Linked DNA regions of Mus musculus: all the other regions are linked to region 1. The links are chromatin contacts, called in public HiCAR-type and promoter capture Hi-C maps. All regions are on one chromosome and are shown on one strand. The core of a region is the stretch at or near the end of the contact, and the rest is flanking DNA. Distances in the headings are between cores, read along the strand shown. Region 1 holds the start of Selenop (selenoprotein P). Region 2 holds the start of BC037032 (cDNA Sequence BC037032). Region 3 overlaps Oxct1 (3-oxoacid CoA transferase 1). Region 4 holds the start of AW549877 (expressed sequence AW549877).

What was found. Promoter capture Hi-C pulls out the DNA fragments that hold promoters and counts their contacts. HiCAR-type assays count read pairs that join an accessible place to other places.
Region 2: a contact with region 1 is called in a promoter capture Hi-C map of the HPC-7 cell line. The contact joins the promoter of BC037032 here to the promoter of Selenop in region 1. A contact is called at or near these places in 9 of 39 promoter capture datasets (the C10 cell line, the HPC-7 cell line, cranial neural crest and 5 more), 12 of 115 datasets of contacts at active chromatin or transcription factors (astrocytes, bone marrow-derived macrophages, double positive thymocytes and 8 more) and 4 of 9 other capture datasets (adipose tissue, liver, macrophages and 1 more).
Region 3: a contact with region 1 is called in a promoter capture Hi-C map of the HPC-7 cell line. The contact joins the enhancer-like site here to the promoter of Selenop in region 1. A contact is called at or near these places in 9 of 39 promoter capture datasets (the C10 cell line, the HPC-7 cell line, cranial neural crest and 5 more), 5 of 115 datasets of contacts at active chromatin or transcription factors (bone marrow-derived macrophages, double positive thymocytes, large pre-B cells and 2 more) and 4 of 9 other capture datasets (adipose tissue, liver, macrophages and 1 more).
Region 4: a HiCAR-type map of astrocytes shows a contact between it and region 1, with 4 times the contacts expected there. The contact joins the promoter of AW549877 here to the promoter of Selenop in region 1. A contact is called at or near these places in 14 of 39 promoter capture datasets (the C10 cell line, the HPC-7 cell line, cranial neural crest and 9 more), 1 of 15 datasets of contacts at CTCF or cohesin (pro-B cells), 5 of 484 Hi-C or Micro-C datasets (the 63-12 cell line, CD4 T cells, nephron progenitors and 2 more), 13 of 115 datasets of contacts at active chromatin or transcription factors (the NIH/3T3 cell line, astrocytes, bone marrow-derived macrophages and 9 more) and 5 of 9 other capture datasets (adipose tissue, embryonic stem cells, liver and 2 more).

The regions. Positions count from the first base shown.
Region 1 is chr15:3,267,861-3,272,881 of GRCm38.p6, forward strand. It overlaps Selenop (selenoprotein P), which reads left to right and starts at 3,117. Exons shown (of 5, transcript NM_009155.4): 1 at 3,117-3,192.
Region 2 is chr15:4,023,821-4,029,263 of GRCm38.p6, forward strand. BC037032 (cDNA Sequence BC037032) reads right to left here and starts at 3,586. Exons shown (of 2, transcript NR_028266.1): 1 at 2,199-3,586. It overlaps Oxct1 (3-oxoacid CoA transferase 1), which reads left to right and starts at 2,608. Exons shown (of 17, transcript NM_024188.6): 1 at 2,608-3,029. The coding sequence starts at 2,952.
Region 3 is chr15:4,042,393-4,047,988 of GRCm38.p6, forward strand. Oxct1 (3-oxoacid CoA transferase 1) reads left to right here. Exons shown (of 17, transcript NM_024188.6): 4 at 5,073-5,208. Among named protein-coding and RNA genes, the nearest start is that of BC037032, 18 kb to the left of the region's middle. Within about 2 kb of position 1,454, at least 77 of the 459 cell types and tissues checked have an H3K27ac peak or open chromatin away from gene starts, as enhancers often do. A contact at or near this core is called in the HPC-7 cell line, adipose tissue, bone marrow-derived macrophages and 2 more, where this site is marked.
Region 4 is chr15:3,993,770-3,999,414 of GRCm38.p6, forward strand. AW549877 (expressed sequence AW549877) reads right to left here and starts at 1,977. Exons shown (of 6, transcript NM_145930.3): 1 at 1,846-1,977. The coding sequence starts at 1,945. It overlaps Gm2093 (predicted gene 2093), which reads left to right and starts at 2,270. Exons shown (of 3, transcript NR_045740.1): 1 at 2,270-2,315; 2 at 3,636-3,715.

The sequences.
Region 1 (5,021 bases), core at 1,867-4,366:
TTGTAGACCAGGCTGGCCTCGAACTCAGAAATCTGCCTGCCTCTGCCTGCCAAGTGCTGGGATTAAAGGCTGTGCCACCAAACCGGGCTTTCTTGATAGTGCTCGGTGGTCCCTTGCTGGCCAGCACCTCTTCTCCGGTGTCAGAGGCTTCCCATCTTCTTTTGTGTTCTGCACTTGCCTCAGGCACACACATTGCTGGGTATTTTCCCTTGGAGCCAGCCAAACAATCGACAGAGATCCTTTTAGGGAAAAAGAGGGACCTGCCAAGCTACTGCCACAAAGGAAAAGAAAAGGAAAAGATTCACACAGACCACCTGATTGTTGAGACCAGTCAAGAAAAGAAGTGACAGAGAAATTGACTGGCTTCAGAGAATAGGCACATGTGCCTTAATTTGGGGAAGACATTATTTACCTTGGATTCTTATGGGGATCCGAGATCCCAGTAGGTAGGCGACTTGGTACAAGTGAACAGAGCAGGGCCCTCCAATGCCTTCTACTTTCAAATGAAGTTTCTCTACGGGAAGAATAACAGATGAGACTGTGTTTTCTGTACGCTGAGCAACAGTAGTTAGCACATGGCAATCAATAGGGGCTTGTTTGTTCAAAATGCACCGACTATACAAAGGGAAAAAAAGGCTTACTTGAAAACATCGCTACCAAGGATGACATCATCTATCATCCATGTTCTGTCCTGCTGGCCCCCAGCTGAAGTTAGGCAGGAACTGAGAGAAGGAAGGTCTTAAGGAACATTAAGCAGTAGGGTGTCATCCAAAGCATGCTTACCAGGGATACAACTCATTCTTGAGACTATGGAGAAAGAAGAGAGGTCCTCCCAGGTATCCCCTCAGTGTGGGGTTTGAGTACTGGGCCTACATGAGGGGTTAAGGAAGTTTGGCTCAAGGTTACAGGTGAGCTTCTTTTTATTATTATTATTATTATTATTATTATTATTATTATTATTATCATTAGTATTATCAACCTAAACACCTTTATGTTGGAACATTTAAGGCCTTGGAGGCATGGACTCAAAATTGCTGAGAAAATCCAGAGGCTGGCTAGGGTTACAGTGTGGTCAAGACTCTTTTGAGTTTCACTAAAGACATAGAACTCAAGTAGGGGTGGGGAGACCTACATATTCGCTGCCTTGGCCTCATTTAAGCCCGCCACAGTGCAGCAGCCACCGGAAAGAAGCATTCCCCTCCTGGCCTCTTTTACATTGAAATTCTGTTCCTCCCCCAATTCCAACTAGTAATTTGTTTGTACAATTCTTATCTTTGTAGATATTTCACATCAGAATCTTTAACATTATTGAGGGAGATCAGTGCACATGGTTGCTACTGCCCTCATCAGAGAAAAAGTTTCTTTTGCAGTGGGGGAGGGGGTGGCAGAGAGAGTCACACTAGTCAACGTGCACAGAATCAGTGACTGTGGAGTCTTCAGTCTGACATCTCTATCAACTCCCTCATCCAAGATGTAGAGAGCACCACAGAAAGGTAGAAAGTTTGAAATAGCCAGAGGTTAGGGAGGACCACCCAAGATGCAGGGAGCATCACAGAAGGGGTGAAAAGTTCATAATAGCCAAAAGTTGGGGAGGACTGCCCAAGATGCAGGGAGCACCACAGGAGAAGGGGTGGAAAGTTTGTAAGAGCTAGAGGTTGGGGAGGACCGCTGCAAAGCAGTGATTTTTGGATACCATAGGACGATTGTGCTCCTGCACCCACCCACACAGCTGTTGTTAATCAAGTCTGTTTACATTTCCTCATGTGTTGGGGAGTACTCAGGAGGCTCCCACCAGGGCTGAAAAGCTACTAGCAGTTGATGGCCACTGGGAGAGAGTCATTTTTCTTCAAGGGTATGGCTTGTGTTAGGTTGCTCATGCTCTAATGGACAGCCCCGTGCCTGTACAGGTATCAACAGCCTTAACTGCACTCGGTAACAAAGCCAACCAACTAATCAAAACCAAACCAAACAACCCCATATGAAGCTGGGAGGAAAATGTGTTGGGGAGGGGTCTGGGAAGAGTTGGAGTGGGCAGTAGGGGGTCCCAGTTAGATCAAAATATATTGTATACATGCATACAGTTCTTAAGAGAAATAAAAAAAGCATAAAACATAACCCTGAAGCAACAGCTAAAAGAGACTCTGTTGGGATTTATAAGTAGCACTACAGCTGTGAGAAAACTGTGGGTTCAGCCCTGGAAGTAGCTCAGAGGGTAAAGGCTGTTGCCGGGCAAGACCCGAATTTGATTCCTGGAACCCAGTTAAAGGGGAAGCCAATTAAAGGAGAAAGGAGAGCAGGCAACTCTACAAAAGTGTCTTCTGACCTCCATGTTTGCCCTGAGGCAACCATGTGCTGCCCCTCCCCCTTCCTTAGTGTGTGTTTGTGTGTGTGTGTGTGTGTGTGAGAGAGAGAGAGAGAGAGAGAGAGAGACAGAGACAGAGACAGAGACAGAGACAGAGACACCGAGAGACAAAGATACACAAAAAGAATGAGCACTACTATATACATTTTAAATGAGGCCTGGTTTCTTTCAGATTGAAGACGATTTTCTTAGTTCATTATATTAAAGGAAACCCGCAAGAACAGAGCTCCCACGGGATTGCATACCAATTGAAATTCTGCTGAGCACAGCCAAACAAAGATAGGTCTATAGTAGCAGGAGACCAAAATAATGTGACAGCAGGTGACTTTTCTAAAGAAGCTTTCAGTGTGGGTTTAGTATAGAACTTCCTCTTCATAAAGGAAAAGGAAAACAAACATGTTTTCCCTTCTTTTAAAACAGCTGTGTAACTTGCTGGCTAGGCAAATGTTTTTCCCTATTGTAGTTTCGAAAGGAAAGGCACTTGGAGGACCTCTCTCCCCTTAGCCCTTCCTTCCACCCTGGACTGTACCATTCTTAGATTATAGGGTGATCAAAAGCAGAAAATAAGTTAGAAACTCGTCAAAAGTCGTCCGTCTTCCCTCAGTAAGTACTGCCTCAGCTGTTTAAACTTTCTTCTCATTGTGATCGGAAACTGTTCAGGGGCTTGCTGCATTTGCAAGGTCGCAGCGGGAGGGAGCACCGAACTTTGGACTGCACCTCAGAGGGCGAGGTAAACAACAGGGCTATAAAAGTCAGTGTCAGCCTGTGGCTTTGGGGAGCTGCTCTAACTAGAGCAAAGAGACAGGACGAAGCTAGTCCGAAGGGGTTGCGTAAGTAGGACTTGATTCTTTTACAGTTTGGGAAATATTTTTTCTTAGGTAAAATACGTTTCTCCCCCGCTTTAAAATAGACTTAGTAAAAAGATGACTAAAAGACATTAAAAGCATTTTTTTTGTTTAATGAACAAGAAGTGTCGGGGAAGAACAGTTAACTTTTTTTTTTAATTTTATATTTTTATTGTTGTTGATTTTTGTCCTTTACTGTGGGCAATGTAAAATGCAGCTGTTTCTCTCTGCAGGGAACTGTGGTGTCATATGGGCAATATTATCTCACTAAATTCCAGGGTTTCCCACGAAGGGTTAGAGTGAGGACAAACAAGAGGGAAAGCTAGTGGATTTCAAGAGCAGAGATGGGACAGACGCCTGTCGCACCGCACTGTACTGTAGAGGTGTCCAGGGAATTCGGAAGCAATTTCAGAACTGGGAGGGAGCAGACTGAGCAGGCTCCATCCCCAGGGCAGGGCTCCATCCTTGCTTTAAGGCAGTCCAGGTGGTGTCCTTCGGTGGGGGAGCTTTTGAATTTAAGTAGAGGGTGGAAGCCTGAAGGTGGATGAGGGGCTTTTTTTTTTTTTTTTTTTTTTTTTGACAGGGTTTCTCTGTGTAGCCCTGGCTGTCCTGGAACTCACTCTGTAGACCAGGCTGGCCTCGAACTCAGAAATCCTCCTGTCTCTGCCTCCCAAGTGCTGGGATTATAGGCATGTGCCACCACAGCCCAGCGGATGAGGGGCTTTAAAATGCTGGTCTGTTTTTGTTGTGGTCTTTGTTGTTCAAGGGGAGAGGATGTGTGGCAAAGAGTATGCTTGCTTTCCTTTTAATGGAGTACAATCAATTGTAGTTTTGAGCATGAACAGGTATCTAGGCTTGCAACTGAAGACTGTAATCGCTATAACCACTGTCCAGTTATTACTGGATCTAATTTTGTTATTTGCCTTCATTCTTTTTATATAGCTCTTCGACAGTTACAGTTAAAATGCAAAGCTTATTCCATAAAAGCAACCTTAAGCAAAGTCAAGCAGCCTATTGATTAATGATGGGAAACTCTGCAAGTGGAAACTCATCTTCTCCAGCTTTTCCTTTGTCCCTCGATCATTCTTTTCATTAGAAACGTGGGTGAAATAGTCTTCTCATTTATGTCTGCCATTTAGCCATTTGAAAATATTTGCCTTATGGCAGAGTATCAAGGGCCGTGTCTTCATGCTGCAGTTCTATAAAGACTGAATTTAGTTTAGTGTTTTGAGGTGTGTGTGTGTGTGTGTGTGTGTGTGTGTGTGTGTGTTAGCGATTGATCCCAGAGCCTCACATGAATTTAGTTTAGGAAAGAAGTACCAGCTAGATTTTCTATTAAGACGCTGAATAGCTTGGTTTTTTTCCTTCTTTTTTTCCCCAGAGCATAGAGCATATAGAAATGCTATAGTTAATGCTATAGTTATATAGGCTGCTATAGTTATTGCATGGTGATGTATTTTAAAACTCTCAGTGTATACTGGTAGCTGAGCTATCCATGTTTTGAGTTGGGCAGAACCAATTTAAATCTACTCTTGTGGATACTAATCCTGTATGGTCTTAGAGAAGGCATACAAAGTCTCTCTGAGCCACAGTTTCCTCAACTGCAGAGAGCGCAGTAGCATAAACATTCTGAGGCACAACTGGCACCTGTAAATGTGCTTAACATTTTTCCTTTTTGCCTTTATAGTTCTAGCAAAACCCAGTAACTGATTGACATAAGAATGATCCCATTATTATGGTAAATATCACCCTAAAGGAACTTCCCCGATTAAACATCAGAATTAAAAATGTGTTAGTACAAATAGCTGAAGAAG
Region 2 (5,443 bases), core at 2,336-4,835, 760 kb after region 1:
AAACACTGCTTAAAGGACCATTATATAGAATGAGGCATTTATGAATTTTTGTAACTGCCTCATACCACATAGATAAAACTCCTACCACTAGTTAAGCCGGTTAGACGACATTTGAAAACAAGTCTTCAGCTGCCCTGGATTTTCATCCTGGAGGAACATGCTGCTAACCAAAAGGAAAGGGTGTCTTATCTTCAGTAAAGGCATGAGCTATGGCACAATATCTCAGGAGAATGAAAATGAAATCTCTCAAGCAGAAACATTGCCACTACAATCTAACAGGTCACATTTACCTGGTGAAGGACACCTCAACCTACAACCTCAGAACATAACCCTTTCCTTATTACCTGTGTGGAATTTTTTTAAGTCTTTGAATTTCATTAGCCAGTTTTTTTTTTTTTAAGAGTGTGAATGTTAAGTGGTATAAGGTTTTACAAGGAAAATCTCATGAATGTAGAATATTGGTTAGAAACTGCTTTTCAGAGTACTGAGGAAAGTGGCCCTGCAATTGCAGGCCTATAATCCTAGCTACTTGGGAGGCTGAGGCAGAAGGATGAGAAGTTCCAGTCCAGCCTGGACTACAGAGTGTATTTAAGGCTCAGCTGGGCAACTTAAAAACAGAACAGGGGATATACTCATTGGGAATGCCCACGCAGGAGGCCTTAGATTCAGTCCTCAATCCCCATGCCTACATAATGGGAGAGGGAAATGGTCCTACTAATAAGAAATTTAAAAGAATCAGACTTTTTATATGCAAGTTATAAATTAAAATGGCTTTTGTAGAATCAGGAAAAAAGATTGGTACAGAATAAACACTCTTTCAAGTTGAATTGATGCCTTACACATTGTTGAGCTGATGTAAAATGAAGCCGTGGGCTTATCAAAAAATGCAGCCCCTCTCCCTTCTGGCTGTGCAGTACGGAGGCTGGTTTTGCTTTTTTGTTTGTTTTGGTTTTGTTTTTCCTAGCAGCCTTAATTCTGCAGAATAATAAATTTAAAATATCCACCGTCTTCATTTAGGAGAAATACATGTGACCAGCCAAGAAGAGTGAGTCAGATGACTACGAGACAAGTTGCCAGTGCTTTTTTTTTTTTTTTTCCCTTTCACGTGGCCCTGGAAGGAAAAAAGTGGAAGAACAACTGTAGTACCAGCTTTTGTTGTTCCTTCTCAAAACTGCAGCACAACAGCCGCCATGTTAGGGCTAGTCATGGGACTTCGGTTTAAACATTCGAACTCTTCACAGCTTATTAAAATGCGCCCCCAAAATATCCAGGATTACTGAGTTCACTTCTCCTATGCAATCAGATGATAGTTTAACTTGATATTTTATTTCCATGTTAAAACCGTAATCTTTACAGGAGACATTTTTGAGTTAAGGGAGTACTGAGGTAGTTGCTTTTCTGTGCAGATTTTTAAATTCCTTATTCATTTGTTTTGGCGCACATACACAGGCATGCACTCGCTGCAGTGCATGTGAGGTCGGAGGAGGACTTGGCTGGAGTTGGTTCTTCCCTGCTACCATGTGGGTCCCAGGGATCAAACTGAGGTCACTAAGCTTGGAGGCAAGTGTCTTTACCATCTCCCCAGGCCAGTAGACAGGTTTTAATTAAACAGGACTGTTCATCCTTCATTGTATCGGCATACTTTTTAAGGAAGTTAAAGAGTCATTTACTGTTGTCATGGGTTTTGCATCACTTCAAATTTAAACTGTTCTTCCAGGACTCGATGGGCTTTTAATCCAATAAAAGGATTTCCCGGGCTTCCAAGTGGTCTTTTAAACTCGGCGGTGAGTGTAGAACGTCCTGAAGAAATGGTTCAGGCCGGTTGGGTGCCAGTCAAAAGATAAGGCTTGAGCCAGGCACAATTGCACATACTCTGGGATAGGCTGCCGCAATAGAAAAAAGTTGGAGGTCAGCCTGAGCCATATATAGAGTTTCAGTGGGACCTAAGAGAGCTAGAGATCCTTCCTCAAACAAAACAGCAAAAAACAAACTCCAAAACGAAAACCTCCAAAACGATGAAGTTAACCCACCACCGAATATTAGCTAAATTTAGTGCCGAGCATTTTTGTGTTCATTGTGTCCCTTGACTGGCTTTTCTCATACAAAACTGCAACAGGAAGAGCATTACAAGGTGAGGGGAATTATACAACATGGACAAGGACGAGGAGGAGAGGAGACAGACACTTCTGTGCTTATACCTGTTCTGTAATTTCTGGAATTGTTGGGACTCCGGTTCCAGGAAAATTCTGGAACACAGAGTAGGATGATGGGGAACAACAGCCCAGTTCTAATCTTGTCCCTCTGTCGGTTAAGCAGGTCATGTCTCATGAGGGTCAGTCAGCACGCTGCTGGGTTTCAGAGGAAACTAAGGGCAAAACCAGACTTGAAGAGAGTTGTGGGTGTTGGGGTTGAGAAATGTTGGAAAGGTGAGCTGTCTAGATCTGGAAGGAGATCTTTATCAGTGACCCTTTGTACCTGTACTCATTCCAGAGGGCGATTTGGAAAAGTAACACGTTCAGTAAGAGACCCTCCAGGCCCTTGGCAACCCGAAACCCTGGTTGATGCCAAGCCTTGCGCGAGGGGAAGGCAGGCTCTAGCGCCCCCTCCAGCCTGAGTGCAGCGCCCGCCGCTGCGGGTGTGCCCGCAGATGAGCTGGAGCCCAGCACCTCCGGCCCCGGCACAACCCGCGGGGCTCGTCCTAGCTGTGCAGCCTTTCCATTCCTAGCCGTGAGCCCCTCCCTGTCTCGCTTCTTGACAAGCCAGCAGGCAGCAAGGGGCGGCACCGCTCTGAGGTCCCGAGGACGTCACTGACGCGCGGTCGAGCCTCCAGCCCGCCCTACCGCTCGCCTTGCCTTCTCTCTTCTTAGCCGGTGACGCCGCCGCGGCCCCGGGCAACCAGCACTCGCACGCACTCCCGCGCGCGCCACCGTCTCCCGCACCCGGGGCCGAAGATGGCGGCTCTCAAACTCCTGTCCTCTGGGCTTCGGCTCGGCGCCTCAGCCCGCAGCTCGCGGGGCGCCCTGCATAAGGTAAATTGAAGGTGCAGGGGGGCAAGAGGAAGGCCACGCGCGGACGAGCTGCGAGCGGCGCGCGCGTTCTTTGCCCTGCCCATCTCCACCGCCTCTGGTCGGGGATCTGGCATCTGCAGCGCCGTGCCCGGGGGTTGGGGGTGGGGGCTTGGAGACGCTCGGGTTTCAGGGTAGCCCCGCCGCCGCTTGTCTGTCTGTCTGTCTGTCTGTCTGTCTTTGCTTCTCCATCCACTTCCCCGCTGTGCTTGCAGCGGTGGAGAAGCGGTCGAGGCTCTGTGTACCAAAGCCACGCAGCAACGCCTTAGAGACAGACTGTCGGCGTCCAGGGACTCGCGTCCCCATCTCCCGCCACTCCTACAGACTCCAGGCTCCAGGCCGACGCCCTTGGGAAGGGGGTCCCCGGGGCCGTCGCCCTAGGTAAGGGCCGGTTGGAGGAGAGGAGCGGAGAAGGGCGGCGCGCTGAGGCTTGCGCCCCACCTGAGGGAGCTGCTGGCGCCGGCTGAGGCCCAGAACCCCGGGCCGGGTTAACCGCTGCTGGCTCAAGTTCACCGCCAAGTGGGCGGATGCTGTGCGCTGCGGAGGCGGACTGCCGCTCCCCATCCTCCCCTTCCCTATATGGCGGTAGAAAGGGGAACCCGGACTGGAGCTCTTGTCACGGGGCGATTTAGCCTGCCAAGCGTTTGGAAGCAGAAGGAGGGCTGGCGGCGCTCCGCTGCAGTTTGCAAACGCCTCGGTCCTTTATTTTGAATTCCTCTCCGTCCCCTCCGGGTTAGAGACTTGCAATGTTCAAAGACCGTAAAAAAACAAAAATCAAAAACAAAAACAAAAAAACCCAAACACCTTGACCCACAGAATGGTATCCTGAGTCGCCCTCCTAGCAGACTAGCTGGTGGTGGATATTTTTGCTTATACATTGTAGAGGGTCTAGCCTCTAAGCACACATTCGGGTTGGATTTGAGTATGGGACCAAGGAACTGAGTGCTGGAGGAGGGTGGGGAGGAGGGTGGATTCACCTTGGAGTGTTCAGTTTGCTCAGGAGCCTCTTCCCGAACCTGCAAAGTTTTCTTTGAAGAGGTTTCAAATTGCAGTCCTGAACTTAAGAAGAGTGCATCACGCAGGGCATTTACTTGCACTGTGTGCTCTTGAACTCCTTCCCCTGTTGCTCATTTCCTTGCCTTCAATCTCTGAGTGTTGAGAATCTAAAGATGTCATCACAGGACTCCCTCGTGTGCTAGGGAATGGTTCAGAACTGAGTCATTGCGTTGTTAAATTCCTCAAAGGAGGCATTTGGGTAATTGCATGCAAATTTGGATGCACTTAACCACCAGCCAACCTGCTGCAAGTGATGGAGCAGATGCAAAAAACCAGGACACAGGGATGTCCTTGGGCCAAGGTCAAAAACTTTCTTTTGACAGTGCATGTTTGTCTAAGTTTAAATTATTCACCTCTAGTCTACCCCACTTTCAATATAATCATTAAACCATTTCTCAAGCCAGCAAACCTCTAGGTGGATGAGCTGTAATTATGGGTTAGTAAAAAGTTCATGGCCCAGTTCAAAGTTAGGCTTCTCAGGAATGAGGAAAGAAGGTGCAGCTCCTGCTCTCTGGGGTGTTCTGCCCGCTTATGCATTGGTTGGCCTTACTGGCTGCTTGCTTAGCGCGTAAGTCATCCGCCTCTGCTGAATTGTAATACCCCTGTGCTGAATTGTAATACCCCTGTGCTGAATTGTAATACCCCTGTGTTCGTTTCACTGGGACCACGGTATACCTCAGTCCTTTGCCTCCCTCAACACTGCAGACTGCTCTGCCAAGAATACTCATTTTAGTACACACCTGAGAGAACCTGGTGGATACCTTCAGTAACCTTGAATACTTTCTGGCTAAATGTAGCCAACAGGTAAACTGAGATAGATATTTAAAAAATGCTTTTATGCTTTTGTTTTGGGAGACAGGATCTTGCTATGGGGGCCAGGAAGGCCTGGCACCCATGATTCTTTTGCTTCAGCCTACAGAATTCTGAAATTAAAGGTGTGTACTTATTTACCATGCTTAAAAAAAATCTTCCTTCCCTCCCTCCTTCCTACTTCCCTCCACCCTTCCTTCTTTCCCTTCCTCTGTCCTTCTCCCTCCCTCTCTCCATCTCTCTTTCCTTATTTTCCTTCATCCTTGCTTCTTTCCCTGCCTCCCTTTCTCCTTCCTTCTCTCCCTCCCATTCATGGTGAACAAGTTCCTTGTCTGGAGCTATAGCATGACCTGGAATTACCTGGAAGCTTTTCAATCTGGTGCTGTGTCACCCTAAGGTTTCTAGCTGGGTAGGTTCTAAGTGGATTGATTCATGTTGAACATTGGCTGATTCCTCTTGGCAGAGATGCTTCCTCCTGGCAAGCTTGCATGCTATTCACCTGAATAGTGCTG
Region 3 (5,596 bases), core at 204-2,703, 770 kb after region 1:
ATGACCTGTCACAGACCTTCTGTTCTATTTGGGAAAGACAGATAATAGGTAGTCAACATAAAAATGGGCAAATTTTCTGATACATTGGAAAGCTGTGTAACATGGGGTAAAAAAAGGAAGCAAGTAAGCAAGAGGATTGGGAACCAAGTAGGGAGGCTGCTGTCAGCAATCAGTGGTGTAATCAGGATGATGCTAAGGTCGCCTCTGAGCCCACACTTGAAGGATGTGAGAGAGGAGCCAGCCGTGCAGAGAATAGTTTCAGAGACAGGAAAAGGCCCTTGGGGAAGCATGTCTGGCAGGACCTGGGGAGCTGAAGGGACAACAGAGAGGCAGAGAAGTGACAGAAGACTAGCCCAGCAGGAATGATGTCAGAGACAGAGAAGGCGTGCAATTGGCAGGCTTTGCCTGCTGCTCTAGAGCACTTTGCTTTATTCCGAATGAAGGCTACCTTTGCAGAGTGGTGGCCCTTTCTACTTCTATGTTTTATAAAGTGTTATTTGGCTGCCATATTCAAAGTAGATTGTAGGGGCAGAAGCAGAAGAAGCAGATGAAGCAGATGAGGTTGCCCTAAAAGATGGTACCAGGTAGAACGGGGAGCAAGAAACGGTTTGATGCCTAAACAGGTTGTGGAGATAGACTTGGTGGGTGGAGAGTTAAAGATCACTCCTCTAGGTTTCTTTCTGCCCATCTCTAGGAGGGAGCTGCTGAGCTCTGCTGCGCACCAGGCTGCTGAAAGAAGCTAAGTTAGGAGGGGGAATTGCTAACGTCAAGCAGGGCCTGAGTCTCAGGAGCAGGTTAGAGGAAGGGTGCTTGAGGAAGGGCGTGGAAGAAAGAGAAGGAGGAAGAGGAAGGAGAAAGAAAACCAGAAGAGAGAAAGAACAGAAAACTTTACTCACTAAGAAGACAGTATCTCCGGCACCTGGAGCCCTCTAGTGGACAAGTATGTTATTAACCCATAAGGCTGTTTCCCCCTTTAAAGAAGTTTTCAAAGTAGGAAACTATGGGGTGGGGGTTTGCTTACTGTCTTCTGTACTTAGGGGAAGATTGGGTAGATGAGAAGCCACAGCCCTGCCACTTCCCCTCTTTGCCCTGGGTGAGGTGAAGTCGATCTTGTGTGTGATCTCCTTCACGGACTTCATTGGAACCTGTTAACGGAAACTGCACCAGGAAGGGAAAGGAAATGCTGCTTAGCCTTTAATTTTCTTTTATAGAGAGAGAGTGAGAGAGAGTGAGCGAGAGAGAGCAAGAGTGAGAGTGAGAGAGAGCGAGAGAGAGCGAGAGAGAGACAGAGAGAGAGAAAAGAAAGAGAGAGAGAGAAAGAAAGAGAATGTAAATTGTATAGGTATTTTTATGCCTCTGGTGGGTAGGAAGCACAGATTTCTGAATGATTAACAGTTTCTCGTTAACTGTAGGCCTCGAGGGATGTGGTGTGCAGGATGCTGTGGGGAGGGGAAGAGCAAGCCTACAGATCATGAAGGAGCCCTGTGAATCGGAATGGGCACTGGTGAGCCTGTTAACAGAACATAGGCAAGTGGTCGTTGAAAGAAATGCTAGTAGTTTGTCCCACAGGCTGCCATACTTAACACCTTTGCATGTTAAACATGTGGGATGTTGCTAGGGGCCATTGGATTAATAACCCCAGTTCACTCTTCTGTTAGGTCCCGTGTGTCTGTGCCAGGCAGCTCAGCTGGATGAACCGTCTCCCCAGTGTCTCTTGATTGAGCGACCCCCCTCTTCTCCATTGCTGCCGCCTCCACCTTAGTTCAGACGCTCACCGTCTTTGACCTTTCGCTGATCTCCCTGCCTTTGATGGGGTTTTCAGAATCCATGGTATAGCCTGTCTCCTGTCAGCTGAATTGCCATCTAATCGCCTGCCATCTTCTGTCCTTCAGGATGAAGTCCCTCCAGGCAGATCACAATCAGGCCTTCCTCCCACTCCTGCCTCTAGTCCACATGCTGTTCCTTCTGAGCCCTGAGCAAGATGCCTCCTGCCTCAGGATCTCCATCTCTGACCTTGTTCTCAAACAGTGTTTTCTTTGGATTCTGTGTATTTTCACCTCTGTACAACCTTTTCCCCTTGCTAGACTTTCTCCACCCCCTTCTCCATCTGTGGTCCTTGATCTTCTGTGTTCCCATCATGTATTCTAAAGACATCACTTAACACATCCCTCCCCTCTGCTGCAATTACAGGCTTCCTGTTTATTTCCTCGGAACTCTCAGGTCTACACAGGGACAGGCATAAGCCTTCTCTGGGCTGTAGCCACACAGGCTGACATCCCTTCTCTAGGGTGGAATAAGCACTCAGTCTGGGCTTGCTGGATGAGTGAGTTGTGCAGACCACACAGCCCAGCAGAACGTGAATGTGGCCCTCAAGAGGAGGAAATACAGGCCGCTGTTTCTAAGAAGATTTCACAGTCAATCTCATTGCAGTTTTTCACATAATTTATTTTTTTATTCATATTACATCCCAGTCGGAGCCCCCCTTCCTCTTCTTCTCCTAGTCCTGTCCTTAGAAATCCCTCCACCCATTGTCCCCTCCCCACTTCTCTTCAGAGGGTTCCCACCTTGGGACTCTCATGGCAGTTTTATCCTTTAAAAAAAACTGTAGATACCTAATATAGAGTGATATAGAAAACTGACCCTACATAGATGTACCAAAGGGACTTTACAAGCTGAGTGGCCATGTAGCCAACACCTGTACAAAGAACACAGGACAGGATCAGTCTCCGGAAAACTCACTTCCTAATGCCTGCAGTCACTTCAGTCACTGGGAAGTTGTCCCCCTGCCCCATCTACATTATGGACACTTTGGACCACACACGTTAATCCTGTCAAAGTCTGAAGCCCTCGTAAAGGAAGTGATTCAACATGCACACGTTTGTGAATAGCTTTTTTTACTCAGTGTTCTGTCTAAGTCTGTCCGTGGTGGCTAGTGCAGGTCCACTGTGCAGTCTCGTTGCTGTATCTGACTGAGTTGTCTGGATAAACTATAACTTATCTATTCTGTGGATGGGCAGGTGGGAGGCTCTCATTTTGCCTGTAATGGGCACTGTGTTGAAGGATGTATTATATATGTTGTCTAGTGAGCATTAAGTATGAATTCTGGTTTGGTAGAGACATGAGAGGAAATGATGATTCAGTAGCATAAGGATGACTGTTTTCAGGGTTGTTGTTGTTGTTGTTATTATTATTATTATTATTATTAGTGTCAGAGTATTATTTTTTCAATGCTAACAGTGTCCCAATGCCACTCCCTAAAGTGGTCGGTATACATTCATCTTAGCACACGAGAAAAATCCTTGTGTTTCATGCCCTTGCCAACTGACATGTTTTTTTTCTGTTTATAAATCATTCCTTTGTTGTCTAGATTATACAATCATATCTTTGTTATATAATCCTATTTATTTGTTGTTATCAGTATGATTTTCACTGCCAAAAATATTTGATCCTTAAAAGTAGTTTTCTATAGCCAGCCCTTGGCAGGTTGAGGTAGGAGGGTCCTATGTCCCCAGCTGATGTGGATTACATAGTGAGACTGCCCCAGACAGACATACCAACCTGCAAAGTTTGTTTTCTCTCTCTCATTGCCTAGTGAAGTTCCAGAACCTTTGAGTAGGAGGGAAGCTTCCATTCAATAATTCGTCTATCTTATAACAGAAATTGTGCTTTAAAATGTAGGTACACCATATACAGTTACCAAACCCAGACACTATTGTGGATACCAACAAATGCTTGCTGACAGGAGCCTGATATGGCTGTCTCCTGAGAGACTCTGCCAGTGCCTGACAAATACAGAGGTGAATGCACACAGCCATCCATTGGACTGAGCACAGGATCTCCAATAGAGGAGTTAGAGAAAGGACCCAAGGAGATGAAGGGGTTTGCAGCCCCATAGGAGGAACAACAATGTGAACCAACCAGACTCCCCAGAGCTCCCAGTGACTAAACAACCAACCAAAGTGTACACATGGAGGGACCTATGGCTCCAGCTGCAGATGTAGCAGAGGGTGCTTTGGGGGTCATCATTGATAAGAGAGGCCCTTGGTGTTGTGAAGGGCCCAAGTGTAGGGGAATGCCAGGACAGGGAAGCAGGAGGGGGTGGGTTAGTGAGGGGGGGGGTAGGGAAGGAATGGGATAGGGGCTTTTTGGAGGGGAAATGAGGAAAGGGGATAAAATTTGAAATGTAAATAATGAGAATATCTAATAAAAATGTAGGTACATTTTTTCTTTGAAAATATGATAGAAATAAAGAAGAAATATATTCATCTGGAGATATAGTACTTGCTTCATATCTAAGAATAATCTGAGTTCTTTAGAGTATTAAACCGAAATATATGTATTGTAAGAGACATAGGATTCATTTTGCTACCTGCAGTCTTTTTGTTTGAGAGGATTGAGAACATTCAAGTATGTAACTCTTGTTAGGTAAATGTCTGTGATATAGGACAAATGTTCTTAGACTTATGTATAATGTGGGTCATATTTCAATGAGTGTGCGCATCTTTATCTTAACTCGAGACCCGTACCTTCCAGCTGGACACAGAAAGCCTCTGCACAGCGCTTTGGGGTGTTTTCGAAGCATCTTTGTTACGTTCTCTCTCAAGTCCACTTTGCAGTAGGAGAAAGAATAAACGTGTTCTGGAGCTATGGGATGGATGTGGGCTGGAGAGCAATAGCTCTGCCCTTTACTCTCTGAGATCTTGAGGAGGGGGATTTGAGATAGGATTTTACTGCATAGCGCTGACTGACCTGGAACTCATCTGAAGACCAGGCTGGCCTCAACCCCAGAGCTCCACCTGCCTCTGTCTCCCAGGTGCTCGGATCTCTGTCAGCTTTTTAAGCTGTACTCTCCCCACCTGTAAAATAAGGACATCGAGCAGCCTTGTGAGGTCTTGCAGTGGTGAGGGGTGGAAGGAAAATGTGAATAGAATTTTTTAGATTTCTTTTCCTCCAAAGTATTAAATTTCACATCTTAAAAAAACCAAAAACCAAACAAACAAACAAAACCCAAGATATTAACAGTGTTCTGTCAGACAGTCTCATGGTTATCAATTCCCTTCCTCTCCTTTTAGGGTTGACAACTTCGGCCTGGGCCTTTTACTTCGATCCAAGCAGATAAAACGAATGATCTCCTCATATGTGGGAGAAAATGCAGAATTTGAGCGACAGTTCCTTTCTGGTGAATTAGAAGTAGAGCTGACACCTCAGGTAAGGAAGTCTCTCTGCGGTTGTTTCACAGTGCTGGTTTATAGAAAACTTCCATTTTTCTTTCTTAAATTTTTGTTGTTGTTTAAGACAGAGAGATGGTATTTGGTCCAACCAAGAAATTTTGTGTCTAGGTCACTTCTGTTGGCTCCTGGAGGATTAATGTTTTCCAGATCTGTGGAAGATTAGGTATTTCTAAGTAGAAAATATTCAAGCTGCTGGATACAATTTTTAATATGACAATACAGTGTCCATGGAGTCAGAAACAAACAAAATGACTTGCTGAAATATCTGAGATTATACTAAAAGTCAGAGTTGATGAACGTCAGGGTTGGAAACTTCTTTATACTTATTAAAGTGTTTAAACTAAAAGAAGATAATGTTTCTTTCC
Region 4 (5,645 bases), core at 727-3,226, 720 kb after region 1:
CAGACAATGTAGTATTTGGTGAACAGATAAGCTGCTCAGTGTTAGAATAAAATACCATCAGCTATGTCAGCAGGTAGTCACTTAGTGACCTTAAGCTTTAGAGGATTTTCTACTGCTATAAGATCGCTCTTAAGTTAGCAGTCTTCACATCTCTCCTTGGCCCAGAAGTACCACCCTACTACCCAGAAAACAAGATTCTACTGAGAACCAAAATGGTCCAGACCATCGGCCTCCCCACGTCCTGTACAAGCTATTTATATTTTTCCCGTTAACTTCTGAGATTACTGTAAATGCAAAGACTTGTGCTGAACTGCTGAAGTCGCTGCTGAAGAGGAGTGTCATAGTTATTATTATAGGTCAGGTGTGGTGGTGGCATATCTATCATTCTGGAAAAGTCCATAAAAATACATTCTTTCTACTAGAAATATTTAAAGTAAACTGAGAAGGTTCCTATAATCTTCAGAGAAGGTCCTTCTTATAAGTCTATGCAGGACAATATCATACTGTTAAGAATGAGAACTATATGGCCATAAATACAGAGCACTCTTAAGTGGAATGATGGTTAGCACTCTATTATCTAGTTTGAATAAAATTGAAACTAACGATACTGACAACTCAAGAAAAACATATGACTGTTAAGCTAAGGGACCAATTTCCGATGTCTATTGATTTTGATGTATGAAAAAGGGCCAAGTATAATTCAAATACATATAATCTGGTGTTAAGTAAGCCCTGTTAGTAATTCTCCAGTAAGATTAACGTCAATGTTGCCTAGTAGATTGTAAAGCAGATAGCTACAGTTATGATTTTAGTAAATTTTCAGATGTATAAACAAAGCCTCCAAACAAGGCCATGGAACACTGAACCTCCTTTCCAGGCCTCCTTTCACAATGGATCATAGAATTCTTTCATAAGAAAATATGAATTACTGTTAGGCTCAGTAATAAGTAAGTAAGACTACCTGAGCTCTGGCTGACACATGACCCAGGGAGGTAACAGTGACTACAAATTCTATGTTCCGCTTGCCACAAACCAAAAGATAAAAAGCCTCAGTGTGGTCATATGTGCTTCATTTAATTATAGAACTGATTCCGTAAATACACCAACTAGTCAATCACCTGGGAGAAATGTTTCATTTCGGTCATCGTATGACTCTAATCACAAGAATTTTAAAGCTCATGGATGGTAAAGGCTCAACATTCAAAAAACAAAAAAAGATTACTGTCGAACCAATTGGCAACTGAGAATTTATAAAAAGCAAACCGAGTCTGATGTCAAAAGAATGACGTATTTCCTAACCTATTTTCCCTTCTAAGAAAATACCTAAGGACTAAAATGGGGCGGGGGGGGGAGCATTAAAATTACACCATAACTGTGTACAATATGTATTTACAGCTGAATTTTGAATTGAAAACAAAGTGGAAATTTACAAGGCAGTAATGAAAAAGTGAACTGTCATGCATGTCTCTCTGAATGCAAAAAAAAAAAAAAAAAAAAAAAAAAAAAAAACAACAAAAAAACATACTGTTCATTTTCTGGGCAGTATGAACATTCCGGAGAAAGTCCGTGTGTACTTTTATTTAAAGTCTACCCTTCTCGCAGATTCGACACCACACATCTGGTCGGATGTAAACAAAAAGGATTTCAAGGAACGTAGAAAACGCTGCATGGGTAACAGGACATCTGAGGAGAGGGCAGATGACTGCCCAATGGGGACCAAGCTCAGCAGTGCCAGCACCAGGGACCCCGCCTCGGACCGAAGGCCGCGCCTTCTGGCCACCGAGCGCAGCGGTCCCCTCGCATCTCACCACCGTCCGCCCACTTCCCTCTGCGGCGCTCCCTCACCGTCTTCCCCCGCGGCTTCGCTAAGGTGCTGTATGTGAGCCTGAGCCAGGTCCCCGAGCTCTTCCACCCGCCTCACCACACCGGACACCGCGGCCGCCATGGCCAGCTCGGGCGCGCCCGCCCTGTCCACGTGACCACGTGAGCCCCAGATCACCTGACGGCCTGGCTGGCGGAGTGGGGGCGGAGCCCGCCCAGCCGGTGGGCGGAGACATAGGCTCCGGGCTACGACCGCCCCGGCCCGCAAAGGTCGTTCCGGGTATTTAGTTCCTCCCAGTGGCCCTCTCCCTCCCACAATCCCGTGCTGCGAGGGGCCAGTCGATGATGTAAGGGCACACCTCTCTCCCGCCTTCTAATTTCAACCAATCGGAAGCCGACCATGCCCCGAGCTGAGCCAATAGGACATCGACTCTCTCCGCGGGTGCAGGGAGATTGCAGCCGCAGCAGCTGGCTGGAAGAGGGCGGTTTGGAAGGTCTGGAAAGAGGATTTGCAGCGGTTGGCGCTGTAGTGAAGGAGGTGGACTAAAATAAAACTTGATTGTAATGGTGGGGGCGGGGGGTGGTGGGGGAAGGTCAGAAACGGAAGTCTGCGGACGGGTGAGATTCATCCAAGCTGCGAGACCTAGTGTGAGGGCAGACAACTTGGCAGTCCTCAGCCTGCTAGCTGGCATAACGCTTTCCCCGAATCTTCACCCTGGAGCTTGTTTTTACTCCGGATTGATCTTGGCTAGCTCACACTTAAAGTACCTTAAATGTCTTGCGACCTAAACGTGGCAGCGACCTCACTGTCTTAGTTCACCTTGAGACCTTCCTGACAAGTGTTAAGTGTTCTTCCGGGTCTTAATCAGCACTCAAGTGGTCAAATTGCTTTGCATTCCATGAATGCTAATTCTTGCCTATGGCCACGGAAATCTAATGCTGTTTTGGCTTTTTGTTTGTTCGTTTGTTTCCCCCGGTTTGGCACAATATATTTTGAATAACTCTACCCTTCATCTTAATTTTAAGGTTTTTGTTGTAGCCTGGTAGAAAATATTTAAACTATGAAAATAGTAATGTGATCGTTTAAGAGTGACTAACCACAGTCACTTTTCTGCAAGTGGCCATGATGACCAGTTTTTTTCTCCTGTCATTTTACTCTAAATGCACAGAGCAAAAAACACGTGCTCTGTGTCTTCGGTACTTGTGTAATGCCCTTACGTACTTGGGAAAATGGTTTTTAATAGAAAACAATAATCAACAACAAATCCTTATGATACTTTATAATGAAGAATCTGAAGGCCAGAAAAATTGCATTCTATAATCAAGGTGAACTACAGAATTCAAACTCTTATGCTAGAGTGTTGACTTACTCTGTAATCCCAGAACTTGAGAAGCTAAGGCTGGAGGGGATGCTGGCAGTTCTAGAGCAGCCAGTACATACTGAGACCCAGTTTACAAACAAGCAAGCATCCCACAGAAATTAAGGACCCATATTCTAACATGCCAAACTGCACTAAATAACATTTCCAGGCACAAGCTGGAGAGATCATTGCTGGCAACCACATGGCCACTCCCAACTGTCTAGGCCTCCAGCTCCAGGGCATCTGATGCCTCTTTAGATCTCCATGGGCATTGTATACGGACATATATATGCAGGCAAAATGCACATAAAGAAAAAAATTACAATCATGATGATGCATCAAACTACAGTATTCTATATGGAAAGTCTTAACACTGGGAATTATTGTTCAACTGATATTTTGGTGTGTTCATTTTCAGAGAGAGAGTTGGAAATCTAGTCTTTTTTTTTTCAGATAAGGAGGAGAAGGATGAGACTGTTAACCTCCAAACTAAAGAATACATGATTCTGTGGTTTATTCAAGATCTTAACAAAGTAAGTTCTCATAGAAAGCTGGTTTCATCACAGAGAGACACCGGCAACAACCAGACCTTAGTAATTCACAAGGAAGTATTGAAACACAGAACCCTTGTACTAGAAAAAAAAATGCATTTCCCCTCCAAGTTATAGTTAGTTCTTTTTACTTTAGGAAATGCACATGAATAGAACAAATAAAAGATAAAAGCCATATTTTAAATCTCAGATGATTAGAATGTGCCAAAAATATGAAAGAAGCAAATTGATCACATTCGAACTACCTCCCTTTCCCTAACATACAAAATTTAGCTATATATCCAGCAAAGGAGAAATAAAATCATGTAGATTTTTACGAAAGATTTAAAGTTTTTAAATTTAAATATTTTTAAACAGAAATCTTGCTTGTCTCTGAACTACCAGTTCTGTTACTAATACCAATGGTTTGTAACATTGTTTTGGAAACTTCTCTCACTACCTTTGTTTGGGGTGGCGACAGACTTATTTTCTCATATAAGTGAACCAAATGACTAACAGTGATGTGTATGTGTGAATGTAATTACTTGCCACAGAAGGCTTCTATATACTAGGACCATTACATATTTATTTGGCTATGCATTCTGATTGTTGCCACTGCAACTACAACAGTAAATGCCTCTGCCATAACCCCTGCCCTCTCACAGTTTATCTAGTAAAGCAGTGTAGAGATAATAACAATACACAGCGAATTCAAAATTTTAGAATTATGGGAGGCACTAGGAAGGAAAATTAAAGAAGTAATATTTGATGTGAGATACTGAAGAAGAGGCTCCTCAAGAAATGATAGTGGCACCTAAATGATGGTAAAATTGGCCAATGGAGAGTAATAGTTGCTCAGCCAGAAGCCAATCAAGAGAGAGAAAACACATGATGTCCAGCATAGTGCTAAACACCTCAAGGTCCAGACTCGGGCAAGTGGTGAGCTAGAATCCTGAGTAGAATAGCAAGTCTTTGCTAAGACAAGCGAATGGGGCAAGGCCTCATGGTAATGCGAACATAGAAAATTCAACTTATGGAATTATGAAGCATTAGAATGACAGTGTATCTTTAAGAAGAAGAAAGCTCTGAAGAGCAAGAGTCACAGGTAGAGGAAATAGCTGTACTCGTGGAACGGTTCAGATCTTTCTGGAGAGCCCATGCCCATAGTTTACTGGGTGGCAGTAAGTCACTGGTTCACTTCAGAAAAATGCCCTGGAGCGCCATTTTGTAAAACTTTAAAGAAAAACAGAAAAATCCTCTAAGGCAGTGGTTCTCAACTTTTCCAATGTTGTGATCTTTTAATAATCTACTCATGTTATGGTGACCTGCTGCAGGAAATATTAAAAAGAATGGCAAATTCCCATGCTACACCCAGCCACTCTCAGGTCTCACCTTCCAGTTCTTATCTTGTGGAGACTCTCTAACTCAGAGCTCCAAAATCTCTCCACAGCTCCACCCAGTTCCTGCTGGTGGGTCACTACCATACCAGCCCTATGCTTCAAAACCTCCATGGCCTTTGTGATGCACATCTGGCAAACCTACTCTTTGCCACTGTACCTTTCGCTCTTAAACTCAGACGAGCCACCACATGGGGGAAAAAAAAAACCAAAACAAAACACAAACTTAATTCAGAAACAACGGTAACTCAATCGTTGGGAGCAACAACTAAAATCCTAACCTTATAAGCCTTATTAAATCTAAATCCTCTAGTGGTGAATCCTGTCTGATCCTCCATATAAACCGGGAGACACTAGTAGCTACATCTTGTCCTCTGGCTCCTCCTGCAAAAGGCCTAACTCTCCCCTGCTTCCAGTCTTCCTCTGTTTAACCAGGAAGTCCTGCCTACTCGCCCAGTGATTGGCTCCATTATTCATTAGGGGATGGTTCACAAGAAGTCACATGAGTATGTGACTCATTCCTCTTTCACAACCCC